Regions from separate parts of the Sus scrofa genome. Here region 2 is linked to region 1. The links are chromatin contacts, called in public Hi-C maps. All regions are on one chromosome and are shown on one strand. Each heading gives the region's core, a stretch centred on a gene start, on an enhancer-like site or on the middle of the called end of the contact. The rest is flanking DNA. Distances are from core to core; before and after follow the strand shown. Region 1 holds the start of PABPC4L (polyadenylate-binding protein 4-like). Region 2 holds the start of PCDH10 (protocadherin-10).

Region 1 (7,574 bases), core at 2,311-4,810:
CCACCCACACAGCAAACTTGTGCATTGAATGGCAATTGAACTAAGATAAGATGGGCAAACTTACAGTTTACTTAAAAATGAAGAAAAACTTTTGGCACTTAATTAAAACATTTTCAGAATATTTAGGGAATTTAGGAGATATGGAAGTTAGCAATATGCAAAGCTGCAACAACTTGCTAAAGAAAACAGAAGATAATTAACATAGGCAATATCAGTTTCAAGTTAAGGCCCACCGAAGCCAATGGGCTGATGCTAAAATTGAGTACAAATATGTAATGTATAAGTTAAATAAATTGTTTCAGAAAAGAAAAAGTAATCAGTATCAGCTGGACTATTGAGAGAAAAAAAAAAAGTATGTTGGTATAAATGGGCCTGAAGGATGATAGAATTTGCATAGTTATGAGGAAAGGATATTTTTAAAACATTAACTGCATGTCTATATAGAACAAATAATAAATTAGCTTGATAGAAGATATATGTAGCTAGGCTAAAATTGAGATTGCAAAATGTTGGAAGTAACTTTTTTTAACTAAAATCTTATGAAAGAATTGTTCGTAAGATTATTCTAGCAGCAAAATGCACAGTGGACTGCCATATAAACAGACTGACATATAAACAAAAGAAGATGAATGAATAAAACTCATGCAATAATACACAGGGAAATGAGGCAAAAGCAATAGTAATGGGACTAGAAAGAAAGGGCAAATGTAAAAGACATACCAATTAAGAAATTACTGAATCAACACATCTGACAAAATGATGAGATTTAGATGATTAAAGAGAGGGAAGAATCATAGATGCTTAAATATGCTTACTTTGTTAAAATATAAACCTGAAAGCAGTATAATGAGTAGTATCAATAGGAATGAGCATGATTGGCAGTCATTTGACAAATTGAGGTTTGTACTCAAGTGTGCCTATAAGTTGATTAGAGACCACAGCACTGAATTCTGATTTTGAAAACCCTTCTTCACTTTTTACCAAGTGTTTAGTGAAGATTACACTGAAGTGAAGAGTCCAGGAGATTTTGAAATATTATGGTATCTTGCTATAGCTGAATTATTGTTGTATAAAAAACTAATGTAATCTTAGGCATTTTTCCAAATAATAAGAGATCTCAAAAAAATTCTCAGGAAATGCACACTTAGGAACTTTCTTTTTAAAAAATCTGATAATATCGAATATGATATGATCACTTATTTACTTTAACAATGCAGAAAGTGTCTGAGTTTTTAAAGCATATGCTGAAATCCTCTGAATGGTATACACCAGCTATATCAGTGGTTGTTTTTCTTTTAATAATTGCAGCCTAGAGCATGTGGCTGAAGAAAAGATTATTTATTTATTTGAATAAATGATCTTACAGGAGCAACACAGAATAAATTTCACAAGCAAAAATAATTAGAATTAATTTAGGAGTAATCACACAACCATTATTCGATATTATATAGATTAAAAGCAATGTGGATTTTATAGTGAAAATCATCCTCCAGCTTAGTTTTGTGTGTGTGTATGTGTGTGCTTAATATTATTACTAAGACTGAATTTTGTTAGAGTATCAACAAAGTATTTCTGAAAGAGAAATATTTCAGAATATCTTCTGTAAAATAAATACATATTTTTAGTGCTCACATTAGAAAAGACGCCACTATGGGGACTCACTTGTTTAGGTGTAAAGTCTTTTGTTTATTTTTATTAATGTATAGTTGATTTACAATGTGCCAATTTCTGCTGTACAGCCAAGTGACCCAGTCATCCATACACACACACACACACACACACACACACAGCACACACAGAGCACACACACATTCCCTTTCTTATATTATCTTCCATCACAGACTGTCTCAAGAGACTGGATATAGTAGTTGTAAAGCCCTATTTAAAGCTGTGGGATGGAAATCAGGTTGTTATGATCATTATACAACTACAGATGTGATAAATTCATTTGAGTAATAAAAAAAAAAGTAAAAATAAATAAATAAAGCGGTTCAGAGACCAAAAGAATCTGCACCACTTAGGAGCTTTTTGGAAATGTAGAGTTTCCAGCTAATTCCAAAATAATCAGAATCTGCTTTCAAACAAGGTCCCTTCTGGATTTCTCTGTCCATTAAAGTTTGAAAAATACTAAATTAGCCTCATAAAAACCGATCTACACAATTCAGTTTTGCAGGTAACATTACTTAAAATGCACTAAAATTTAAGGTTTTATGGGAATGATGTTAAGGAATTTATTTAATGCTAGAGGAAACGAAACTTATGTTACTCCAAACTTATTCTGTGGCAGATATTATGTTAAACATTTCCAAATTTATTCATTTAATTTTTACAGTACTCTCTGAGGCAAGGGACACTATTTCCATGTCTCTGGACATGAAACCAGCCTCAGATTAAATATCTCATCTGTTCCATGCAGCAGATTCTTTCAATAAATACTGAGCATCTCATTTCTGCAAGCCCCTGAGTTAAGCCTGGAAGTAAAGTGGGCATGGTCCCTACCCTCATGGAATATGTACAATATATTTTAATTAGAAAAATGCTAAGTAAATACAAGGTAGTTTCTAAGAGAGAAACCAAACTTTTTCAGAAGTTGTATAGGGGAAACTTCTATTTGGAAACAGCATCTAAACTTATTGCTAAAGAACACAGTTTGGTAAAATTGTCCCTGAGCAAAAGGCCAGCATGTCACGGAGTTTAGTAAGGGGATCCAAACAGCAATTGAGGCTGGAACATAGCAGGAATCCTGCAGAACTCTGTAGTACAAGGTGCTGATGATGGATCTTATCCAAGAGTCAAAGAAAGCCACTGTAGGGTTTGAAGCAAGGAAGGGACAAGCGCTGACCCCCTCCCTCACGGCCAAGCTCCTGCAGTCAGACTCGCGCCAGGCCCTGCGGGCGGGTGGGTTTATTAGGGCCACTCCCCTAGGCTGCCTTTCTCCACCCCAGTCACCGCCTCCAGCTACTCGGCTGAGCTGTCTGAGGGTGTGGGAAGTGGGCGAGAGGGGCGGGGGAAGAAAAACATTCTCAAAAAATATAAAAAGAAAATATCTCCCTTGGCAGCGAGTGCGCGGGAAGTTGAGTGCGCGAGTTCCGGGCTTCCCGCCCGCCCCCCGCCAGCTGCAGCCTGGGTGAGCCCCCAGCCCCTGCTCTGCCGCCGCCCGCGCCGAGCCGCGGCTGTCCGTCCGCCCCTCTGTCGGTCTGTCCACCTCCCCACCCCCACCCGTCCTTCCTGGGTCGCGGTGCGCGATCTACGGGGCGGAGGGTAGCTGAGGGTGGCCGAGGTCGGTGTGGGCGCACAGCCCCAGGAGCCCCCGGCCGAGCCCCAGCAGGGGCGCCTGCAAGACCTGGTCCTGGGCGGTTCAGGGCTCACGGGGGACCGCCCGCGCTGCCGCAGGCGCTCCGCGTCCCAGGCCGCAGCCTCAGAGGCCACTTGTGGAATTCTCCGGACTGCTGTAACTTTAAACCGGCCTGAGCGAGGCCTGTTTTTATTCAGAAACCAGCGATCTGAGTTCCTGTGGAGACTGGTCAGATGGAGGACCAGACCTCCACTTGAAGATTCCCGGTTGGTGGGGAAGGACCAGCTTGTCCTAGGAGCCTTTCTTTGAGATTCCAAATTTCTGCCACCACCTTCTTGGGAAGGCCAGACTGGTTCTGGGGGCTGTTTCTGAACCCCACTGCTTGGCCCCCAAAGCAGTGACTCAGGCCACCACGCATGAACCCAGGCCAAAGTGTGATCTGGCCACATGCAGAAATCGCTCCAAGAGCTCTTTACCGACTTGCGGTGGTGAGGAGCGAGGAGATGAATATAGCAGCCAAGTACCGCCAGGCCTCCCTGTACGTGGGTGACCTCCATGCGGATGTCACTGAGGACCTGCTGTTCAAGAAATTCAGCACTGTGGGGCCCGTGCTGTCCATCCGCATCTGCAGGGACCTGGTCACCCGACGTTCTCTGGGCTATGCCTACGTGAATTTCCTGCAGCTGGCAGATGCCCAGAAGGCCCTGGACACCATGAATTTTGACCTGATAAAAGGCAAATCCATCCGTCTCATGTGGTCTCAACGTGATGCCTACTTAAGGAAATCTGGAATTGGGAACGTGTTCATCAAGAATCTGGACAAATCCATGATAATAAAACCCTTTATGAACATTTTTCAGCTTTTGGGAAAATCCTGTCCTCCAAGGTGATGAGTGATGATCAGGGCTCCAGGGGCTATGCATTTGTGCACTTTCAGAACCAGATTGCTGCAGATAGAGCCATCGAGGAGATGAATGGGGCACTGCTTAAAGACTGCAGGCTATTTGTTGGCAGATTCAAAAACCGCAAAGATCGAGAAGCAGAGCTTCAAAACAAAGCCAATGAGTTCACCAATGTTTACATCAAAAACTTCGGAGATGACATGGATGATGAGAGACTGAAGGAAGTTTTCAGCAAATATGGCAAAACCTTGAGTGTTAAGGTGATGAGAGATTCCAGTGGGAAATCCAAAGGCTTTGGCTTTGTGAGTTTTGATAGCCATGAGGCTGCCAAAAAGGCTGTTGAAGAAATGAATGGAAAGGACATAAATGGACAGCTGCTTTTTGTAGGCCGGGCACAAAAGAAAGCAGAGCGACAGGCTGAGTTAAAGCAAATGTTTGAGCAGCTGAAACGTGAAAGGTTTCGCCGGTGCCAGGGGGTAAAGCTCTATATTAAGAACTTGGATGAGACCATTGATGATGAAAAACTACGGAGGGAATTTTCTTCATTTGGATCAATTAGCAGAGTTAAGGTAATGCAGGAAGAAGGGCGAAGCAAAGGGTTTGGCTTGATCTGCTTCTCCTCTCCTGAGGAGGCCACTAAAGCGATGACTGAGATGAATGGCCGCATCTTGGGCTCTAAGCCACTCAATATCGCCCTGGCCCAGAAGCCCTAGGACAGGAAAACTGCACCAGCCAGAATTTGCAGTAGTTAGAGGAATGTTAGTGTTCTCTGCCTTCATTGTCCTCAGTAAATTTCAAATCCCAGCTAATGGCTGCTCAGCTTAGTAAATGTTGTGATCAAAGGTTTTATATACAAAGCTATTTATTTTTCTTTGGAGGAAAAATAAGTGAATCTTTGAAGCTTGGTTCTTTTTACAGAGGCACACCTTCTAATTACAATATTGTAATTTTTTTTCTGATTTTGATGTAGTGTTCATAGCAATAAGTATAATTAGATATATTTTATATTTTGAACCAACTGAAATGTGATAATTATTTACATTTATTGCATACTTTTTCTTAACAATATTGTTAGCTTTAATTTCCTCCATGAAAATATGCCAAAGTAGTTCTTATACCTAAGAATTGCAAAGTAATGTATTTTTACAAAGAGAAAATTTTATTTCTCATCTAACTTTTAAAGAAATCAGTATTTTAAAATTACTACTACAAATTCAGTATCTAATTTCATTTTGAATTAATGTTTAAAGTACTAGGAAATATTTGAATTTTTTTAAATTTATAAATGAGTATTTTTCTGATGCCTGAAATTAATGATGGAGGCTTTTAATGTTGCCTACAAATCTGCTTTATAGGATATTTTGTTATTCTTTCCATTGGTTGACTATGATCCAGGTGCTTACTGGTTATCAAAATTGTGACTTGAATAGTAAAACCTTAACTTCTACATTCCTTAAGTTATAAAACTATATCAATTTAGGTCAAAAAGTTGGCCTAGTTTTAATTCTCTTCATAACTACACAGCATAAAATGATGCCTTAATTATTTAACTAGATAGCAGTGTCATAAAAGTCATATATATACATATGTGTATAGATATATGTATATATGACATAGAAATTCTGCTTAACACCTGTGTTTTCTAATCGCTGTTTTGTATTGTTCAGTGTAGTAGTATTGTCTCAGGGTTCAGAAAAGTAAGTTTCTTTATTTTTATGAGCTCCATGTCTTCTTTTATAAAACTGTAAGAGCTATGTAATCCATAGCCATGATCAGAAGGTCACTAATTGACTTTCTGTTAAATTGAAGTCACATTACTTAGCCTGTTGTCCAGCGAAATTTTTATTTCAGCCCATTCCCAGATCTTACTTTATCTTCTGTCTTTTGTCTGTATTACTCAGCTCCTCTATACTTTTTAAAAGGGGTTTTATTTTATTGATTTTTACTATGTGCTGTTTGAAAGCAGTTTGGAAGTAATAGAATTATTTATTTACATTTAAATACTTTTGAAATTCTGATTCACTCATACCAAAGGTATCTAGAAAATAGTTTTGTTGTTTTTTCTTTTTATCCTGTATAATTATTTCCTATAACCATAGATTTGAGTCTTCTGTTTCATATATTACCAGTACAAAAGAAATATTAAAATATTTTTCTTTGGCAATACTTTAAGCTACGAAGGAATGAGAAAATCTGTTTCTGTTTATTTTTATATGAACTATGTGTATATTCATTGCACATTTTCTAAATTAAAAGTCTTATTTAGACAATGAAAATAATTATGGACAATGAAAAAATTACAGCAACATATAATCTTATTATGCAGACAGACCTTCTGTTGAAATGTGTTGCATCTCCTCCCGATTTTTTTCTGTGCATATACACATAATTTAACATAAATAGAATCATGTTATAAGCCTTGTTTGAAATTGTTTCCTTTTTTTCTTTTTTCTTTTTTCTTTTTTTTTTTTGGCTTTTTAGGGACACACCCGTGGCATATTGAATTTCCTAGGCTAGCGGTCGAATCGTCGAATCGGAGCTGCAGCTGCCAGCCTAACCACAGCCTCAACAATAAGGGATGTGACCTACACCACAGCTCATGGCAATGCCAAATCTTTAACCCACTGAGAAAGGCCAGGGATATTAGTTAGATACATTTCTGCTGCGCCACAATGGGAACTCCTGAAATTGTTTTCTTAGACAATATGCCGTAGTCTCGTCCATGACCACAAATAATTATTTGCACTATAATTTCAATGACATGTATCTTTCCTTTAATGTTTGTACCATAATATAACAATTTCCTCTAGATAAACATACAGGTTACTAGATTGTTTCCTCCCTTTTTCTTTTTTTCTCTATCATAAACAATTTGGAGATAAATATCCTTGCAAACCCATGTGTGCTGATATATATAAGTATTTTCTTAAGAAAATGTATAATTCATTGGAATAAATGTTTAAAAGGACAGCAATTTTAAAAATTATTTTGATAAATTTGCCCAAATATTTGTTTTTAAATTTGTGCCACTTAATATTTCCATTATTAGTGTGAGTAACTGCTCATTTGCAAATGCTCCAAGAACAAAAGATTTTAAGTTGTTAGCCAGTTCAACTTGATATGCAAAGATAAAATATTTCATAGTTATTTATTTTACTTTTATTACTTCAAAAGTTAATTGAACAGCATTTCTTGTACTTAATGGATATTTGTATTTTCATATTTGTAGAAAGGATCTTAGTCTGTTTTCATGATCTTAATCAGTTTTCCTGTTGGAGTGTTTTTTATTTATGGATTTGTTAGATTACATGTTAAGGACAAAAATTTAGACTTCCTAATGCTCTCATCTTGTTTATAGTTTTGAGGGTTATTCCAAA
Region 2 (6,778 bases), core at 3,464-5,963, 810 kb after region 1:
AACAGTCTGCTTTGGAGGTTAAAAACTAATTCTAGCTTAAGTAATTGTGTACATTTTTGTGAATTTCTAGGCTGTCCTAAAACTTCAGACTAGTGATTGCTGGGTAAAGGCAAGAAGATATTCAGAGACACTTCAATCTAGATTTTCAGTAAAGGTTAAAAAATGCAGAAATCAAAGGCCAATTTTAAATTGTGTGTGTGTTTAAGGAGAGAATGAAAATGATCTCATAGCTGGGGCTCATAAACTATTGTTTCTAATAGAGTCAACCTAGTTATAGGCTGCAGTCTTTCTTTCAGGGGCCTAAAAATGTGTTTAGGTGCATACTGGTTGACACAAGAAAAACAGCACGCTCAATAAGCAAAAAGTTTGGATATTTTATGGAATTATTTTGTTGTTTATTGTCAAAATGTGCTTAAGATACAAATGAGCTGTACAAATATTCATGAAAGTCAATAATATCTAAGATTCAAATAAAATAACCTGCCATGAAAGGAGTTCATAAACCTCCTTCCCCTCTAGCCCAATTCTTTCCCCCTCCGAACACCCTCTGCTTTCTCCTCCCGCCTCCACCACCCACACACCTTTTCCGGTCCAAACTTTCTTTTACATGAAACAACTCTATTCTCCCCCTCCCTCCCTCCTTTCCACTTTGCCACTTCTCCATCTTATAAAAAGAAATAGGAATTGACAAGCCAAATTCTTAGATGAAGAAAGCCAGTAGCAGTGATTTTGACCAAAAAAAGGTTGCAAGAAAGTGATTATTAGCCTAAAGATATATTTAAGACAACAATTGTTTAAGCCTTTCGTTAGTTTAAGCTTACAGGGGTTTTGCCAAAGCAACTTCATTCAAATTCACACTGTGTGGGCGTTCGGCTTCAAGAGCGTCTGTAAATGCTGTCCAGAGCACAAGTGAAGGCTTTTCTGCAACCCGAGTTCAGAGGACAAGGATCTGATAACTTATTCACTAAAACATGCATTCGAGTTCAAACAACTGTGCAACGTTAAACAATCTATATCTTACTTTTACACGCGACTGAAAGCATCGATAAACAAAGCAAAACAATTAACTTTATTAACGCCCGGGGCAAATGCAAAGAGAAAAAAATCCTTTGCCAGTGCCAGAAAGTCCCTCCAACCGCATTTCCCTCTCCCCCGCGCACTTTCCCCTTTCCCCCCAGATTTCTAAGGGACGTGACTGAAGAGGGTCTCAGGCTTTTAAAGGAGAGATGCCAGAGGGAAGTAGGAAGGTCCAAGGCGGCAAAGCACCAAAGGAGGGGGATGAAAATAAGCGTGGAGGGGTGGGTGGAGTGCAGAAAATTAGGGACACCACGAAGTTTAAGTTATACACGAAGGGGTGGGAGAGGTGATCCCCCAATTTCTGACCCAACAAGGAAACAAGTAAGCTAACATCCTAAAAATAAATACACAGTGCACCAGAGATACAAGGGCCGACTAGAGGAGGCTTTCAGATGGAGGAGATGAGAGATGGTGGTCCTTTCGCTTCAGCCTTACCTCGTTGGACAAAATGCTTCCGTTGGAGATGATGTCAGGCTGCTGGTCTGTATAGCCAGTGACGATGGCCCCGCAGGGGTTGTGCTCAGTGTCCGTACTCCTGGAAGGGCTGCAGGGTTTAAGGAACATCAGATCGGTCTTGGCGGACTCAGGGGTCAGGCAGACCTGGTAGCAGTAATTCTGGTTGTGGTGATGGGAGCCAAAGCCCCCGGACTCCTCCACCGGCACTTGGGCCGGGTTACTGGGTACATTGGAGCTTTGCACCAGCATGATGTCCGACTTGCTGAGTTTCTTCTTGCGCGCTCGAGCTTGGCGGCCGCAGCAGGTCGAGCCCCCGCCGCCACAGCAGCAGCAACAGAGGCAGCAGTCGCTGGCCAGACACGTGTAGATGTTGAGTTTCTTCTCTTTTTGGCAACGCACCGCAAGCACGATCATGGCCAGCAGGAAAATGAAGGACACCGAGCCCAGCGCAATGATGAGGATGAGGGTGAGGTCCAGCGAGGTCTCCCCACCGCCGGAGCGACTCGGGCGTTGGTGCTCCCCTGAACTCCCGCCACCACCCCCGCCCCCACCCTGGGGCTCGACAGCGCCATCCACCAGCTGCACCACCAGGGTGGCGGTGGAGGACAGAGGAGGCTGCCCATGGTCGCGCACCTCGATCACCAGCTCGTAAGGCCGCTGGGGGTCGCGCTTGGCCGGCACCCGCCGCGCTGTGCGAAGCTCCCCGGTGCGCCAGTCCATGCGGAAGAGGTTCATTTCGTTGCCCCGCACAATGCTGTAGGTGAGCCGGGCGTTCTCGCCGTCGTCCGCGTCCACCGCGGCCACGCGGGTCAGCAGGTAGCCCGGCTCCGCGGAGCGGGGCAGCACCTCGCGCGCCGGAGTCCCGTTGCGCCCTGGAAGGGGCGCCACTATGGCAGGGGCGTTGTCGTTCTGATCCACGATGAGGATGTTAACAGTGGCGTTGCCAGCCAGCGCCTGGGGGCTGCCGGCGTCCCGGGCTTCCACCTGGAAGCTGAAGTCCTTAAGCTGCTCATAGTCGAAGGAGCGCAGGGCGTACAAGTAGCCGTTCTCGGAGTTGATGGACACGTAAGTGAAGACGCTCATGCCCTGGATCTGGCACTCCAGGATAGAGTAGGCTAGCTGGGCGTTGGCGCCCTCATCACGATCTGTGGCGCTCACCGCGTAGATGTAGGCACCAGGCACGTTGTTCTCGGTCACATACACGTCGTAGACCGGCTGGCTGAACCGCGGTGCGTTGTCGTTCACATCTGACACTTGTACCTGTATTGACTTACTGGTGGAGAGCGCAGGCTCGCCCCGGTCCCGAGCTACCACGGTCAGGGTGTAGGAGTCCCCCGCCTCTCGGTCTAGAGGGGCCTCGGTCACTATGGTATAGTAGTTTTTGAAGGAAGACTTGAGGCGGAACGGCACATCCCTCAGCAGCTCGCATTGCACCTGTCCATTCTCCTCTGAGTCGCGGTCGGTCACGCTGAACAAGGCCACAACTGTGCCGGGCGCCGCGCCCTCGCTCACCGCTTCCTTCACGGTGCTGAAGCTGATCTCCGGCGCGTTGTCGTTAGCATCCAGCACTCTCACTATCACCTTGCAGTGCGCGGTCACGGCGTTGGGGCCCAGGTCCTTGGCTTGTACGTATACTTGGTACACCGGGCTCTCTTCGTAGTCTAGCTCGCCGCTCACCTCCAGTCGGCCAGTGCGAGGAGAGAGTCCGAAGAGCTCTCGCGCCCGGGGCGAAATGTGGCTGCTGAAGGAGTACACGACCTCACCATTCTGGCCCTCATCTGGATCTGTGGCATTAAGCTGGATCACGAGCGTGCCCGGCGGGGAGTTCTCCGGTAGGGACACAGTGTAGACGGGTTGGTCGAAGGCGGGCACATTGTCGTTGGAGTCCAGCACTCGGATGGTGAGTAGGGCCGTGCCCGTGCGCTGCTGCTGGGGAGCAGGCCCCCTCCCCCGCCTCCTCCTCCTCCTCCTTCTCCTCCTCCCCCTCCTCCCCCGTCCACCGCGGTCAGCACGTAGCGGTGCACCGCTTGCTGCTCTCGGTCCAGTGGCTTCTCCAGCACCAGCTCGGCGAATCGGTTGCCATCCCCCTGGGTCTGCACGTCTAGGGAGAAGTAGCTGTTGGGGGTGATCTCGTAGTCGCGCAAGGAGTTCGTACCCACGTCTGGGTCGAATGCGCTCTCCAAAGGGAAGCGAGTGCCTGGCGTGGCGCTCTCAGAGATTTCCACAGTCAGGTCCGGCTCCGGGAAGGAGGGGGGGTTGTCATTGATGTCCAACACCTCAATCTCCACCCGAAACAGCTCCAGGGGGTTCTCCAGGAATACCTCTAGGTGCAGGACGCAGGAGGGACTCTGCTTGCAGATTTGCTCGCGGTCAATCTTCTCGTTCACGTACAGCACCCCAGTCTCCAGGTTGAGGTCCAAGTAAGGGGTCCGAGAGTTGGGCGCCGTTTGAAACCCGCGAGCTGAAAGTTTTGTAATGTCCAAGCCCAGATCTTCAGCGATATTCCCCACGAAAGTGCCATGTTCCTGCTCCTCCTGCACCGTATAGTGAAGCTGGGAAAAGACTCCTTCTACCATCCAGAGCAAGGCAAAGAATAATAGCACAATCATCTCCAAAGGGAAAGGAAGCAGCTTCCCGCAGCCAGTCAGCCACCCAATCACCTCCCCCACCACCACAAAAAAAAAAAAAAAATCTCAAATAAAAAATATGAATAAAAGTGAGCTATGTGGGGGGCTGCTGTGGCTTTCTTTCCTTAAAAATCTATTCCTTCTGCTTCATTTTAGGGTTTCACCCAATTCAGCCTCATTTTTCAATCTTAGCGCAGGAAAGGTGACAGGCGTCCCCTTTCCTCATCTGTAGTCTTGACACTGACCAATTAATAAAATAATAATACAATAGTCAGCGTCCTTTATTCCGACAGTCTTGGCGCAACGCGGCGCTGGCAAATCCCAAGGAGGAAATTTCGATATTTCAAGACTGTCCTCGGTTCGTCTTCTTGCTGATGGGAGGAGAAGGAAAAGGAAGAGAAGGAGGAGGAGGAAGATGAAGAGGAAGAGGAGAAGGAAGAGGAGATGCTGTTGGCACCGCTGAACATGCCTCTTAATGTCAACGGCTGGCAAACGCAAAAGGGCTTAAAAACAGCGAGAGAATTTTGTGCCGGAAAAGAATAAAACGGCTCTGCAGCATAAAACTTTCATTCTCTTCATTTCTCCGGATGGATGTTCTTCTTGACATTTTTTTCTTCTTTCGCTCTATTTGTATTTTTTGGCTTTCATAGTCTTGTCTTTCTCTGTCCTCATTTCCACCGTCGTTTGCCTCTCTGTAAGTGTGATGAGCAGTTTCTTTTCTGCTGTTTCCTTCCCAAGCCTCTTCTTCCCTCTAACCTGTCTCTCTTCCTTCCAAGTCCTTCCCTCCTCCTGCCTCAGCCTCAGAGCCTGTGATCTCGGCTAGCAGTTTCTGAGCTCCGAGCGCTCTGCTTCTCTGTTTTTGCGCAGCGCCCTCATTCTGCCAACCAATCGCTGAGGAGCACCACCCACCGAGCCACGGCTAATTGGCCAAACTGGCCGTCAAGCAGGCGCGTCACGCAGCAACTATGCCGGGCGGGATAGAACCCGCGCCCAGGCTTCTGGAGTGAGTGTGAGTGTGAGAGCGAGAACCGCCCCGCAGGTCCCGAGGCGCTGGCTGGGGACTCGGCCGCGGAAAGTTCCCAGTCCCCAGCCGCAGGTAATCAAGAGGGAATAGAGAGGTTTCCCTGTTTGCATCAGCAAATGCGAAAACATAATAGCAGTAGAGGTATCCTCTCCCAGGAGCGGGGTTTCCAATGACGCTAACGTTCTTTTTCCTTTGAGGTGTTTTCCTTGCGACTGATGGTGGAAATAAGTCTCCGGGACAGGAAAAAGTTGCAGAGGGGTCACTTACTGGCAGGGCGGAGATTAGCAGGACATTTTAAAAATGCGTATGATATGGCTTGTGCCAAACTAAATGTGAGGGTCTGAAGGGGTCATGTGAAAAGGGGTGAAGCAGTTGGAATATGTAGTGGAGGTGGGTCCTGTGGAAAGCCGTGGGATTCACGCCCAGAGATGGGGGCTAGCGGCTCTTAGAGACGTGCTACCTCTTCCCTTCCTAAACGAATATTTACAATATTCTTACCAAATAGAATTCGGTTGGGGACTGGTTTGAGCGTTTTGATCAATGACCGAGGAGTTTCTTTTGAGCTCTGCTTTCGAGACAGCGGTCCTAAGCCAGACTCTCTGGCGTCGGGCACTGAACCCCTCCCGCAGCTGCAAGGCACCTCGGGTATCCCTGCGCTTCCCACTGCCAAGTGCAACGCGGCGGCGGCGCGTTGGGGTCTTTTCTGCTTTTTACTGATGTTTGGAGATTACCCCTCCCCTCCGCCCTTTGCTAGACCAGCTTGGGGCAAGACCAGATTGTTGTCCAGCTTGGGGCAAGACCGCTGGAAGAGGGCAGCCAGGAGGCCGTTTCCGCGGGCGGGGGTAAGAGTGAGTGCGTGGGTGGGGGCCGTGTACACGCCGGGCCGAGTGTGTGCCGCTGCGGGTATCTGCAAAAGCGCTTGTACATTCACGAGGCTCGCATCTATGTACTGGGCACAGCTCTATGTAAACCCCAACTGAGCCTCCTCCACGTACCCTCCCAGGTACCGAAGGATGCGCTTGACATGGTCTGAGTGCTCACTCTGAAGGCGCCGGGGCAAAGCGGCGCGTCCGGGCACCCAGTTCTTTTGAAGTTAAAATACAACGCGAACTCTCCAGTGCTAGACAGTGGATTGAATGTTAATTCTGCAAGAAAAAATTTTAAACGTAATTTTATATTAATTAAATAATGGGCTGTAGTGGAGTTGTTTATCCATCCAAAGCAGCCCCAGTTCAGTTTCCTCCTAATGCCACAAGATAGGAAGGTCCCTTGGGGCTTCCTGGTAATGAATGACCCGAGAGTACCACCACCACAACCTGAGGGAAAAGGAGAGTCGTTTCCCTGACCACGAGGTACGTTGCTATTCCATACTGGCAGGGAATTAAGGAGGGCGAGTGTTGTGATTAGAGACTGAGGCATGCCCCTGCGGGTCCAGCGAGTGCATGTCTACAGCTCTAGCCCCCCACCCCCCTTTGCTCTTTCATGGAGCTTGGTTCTGCCTTTGAGCGGTTAGAAGGAAAGGATGCCAGCAAAAATGGCTAATCCTTTTCCAGCTGCAGTAAATTGACGACTGGCCAAAGCCAAGCGAAAACCG

What was found. Hi-C and Micro-C count contacts between places; a contact is called where the count stands out from the background.
Region 2: a contact with region 1 is called in a Hi-C map of embryonic fibroblasts, with 1.8 times the contacts expected there. The contact joins the promoter of PCDH10 here to the promoter of PABPC4L in region 1. A contact is called at or near these places in 1 of 5 promoter capture datasets (liver) and 2 of 47 Hi-C or Micro-C datasets (embryonic fibroblasts and heart right ventricle).

The regions. Positions count from the first base shown.
Region 1 is chr8:92,230,605-92,238,178 of Sscrofa11.1, forward strand. It overlaps PABPC4L (polyadenylate-binding protein 4-like), which reads left to right and starts at 3,561. Exons shown (of 2, transcript XM_021101590.1): 1 at 3,561-4,120; 2 at 4,123-6,705. The coding sequence starts at 3,712. The coding sequence ends at 4,910. All of the region lies in intron 3 of LOC110262158 (a long non-coding RNA gene), which reads left to right.
Region 2 is chr8:93,042,552-93,049,329 of Sscrofa11.1, forward strand. PCDH10 (protocadherin-10) reads right to left here and starts at 4,714. Exons shown (of 6, transcript XM_021101591.1): 1 at 3,473-4,714; 2 at 1,513-3,470. The coding sequence starts at 4,142. LOC106504727 (a long non-coding RNA gene) reads left to right here and starts at 5,112. Exons shown (of 7, transcript XR_002346795.1): 1 at 5,112-5,256.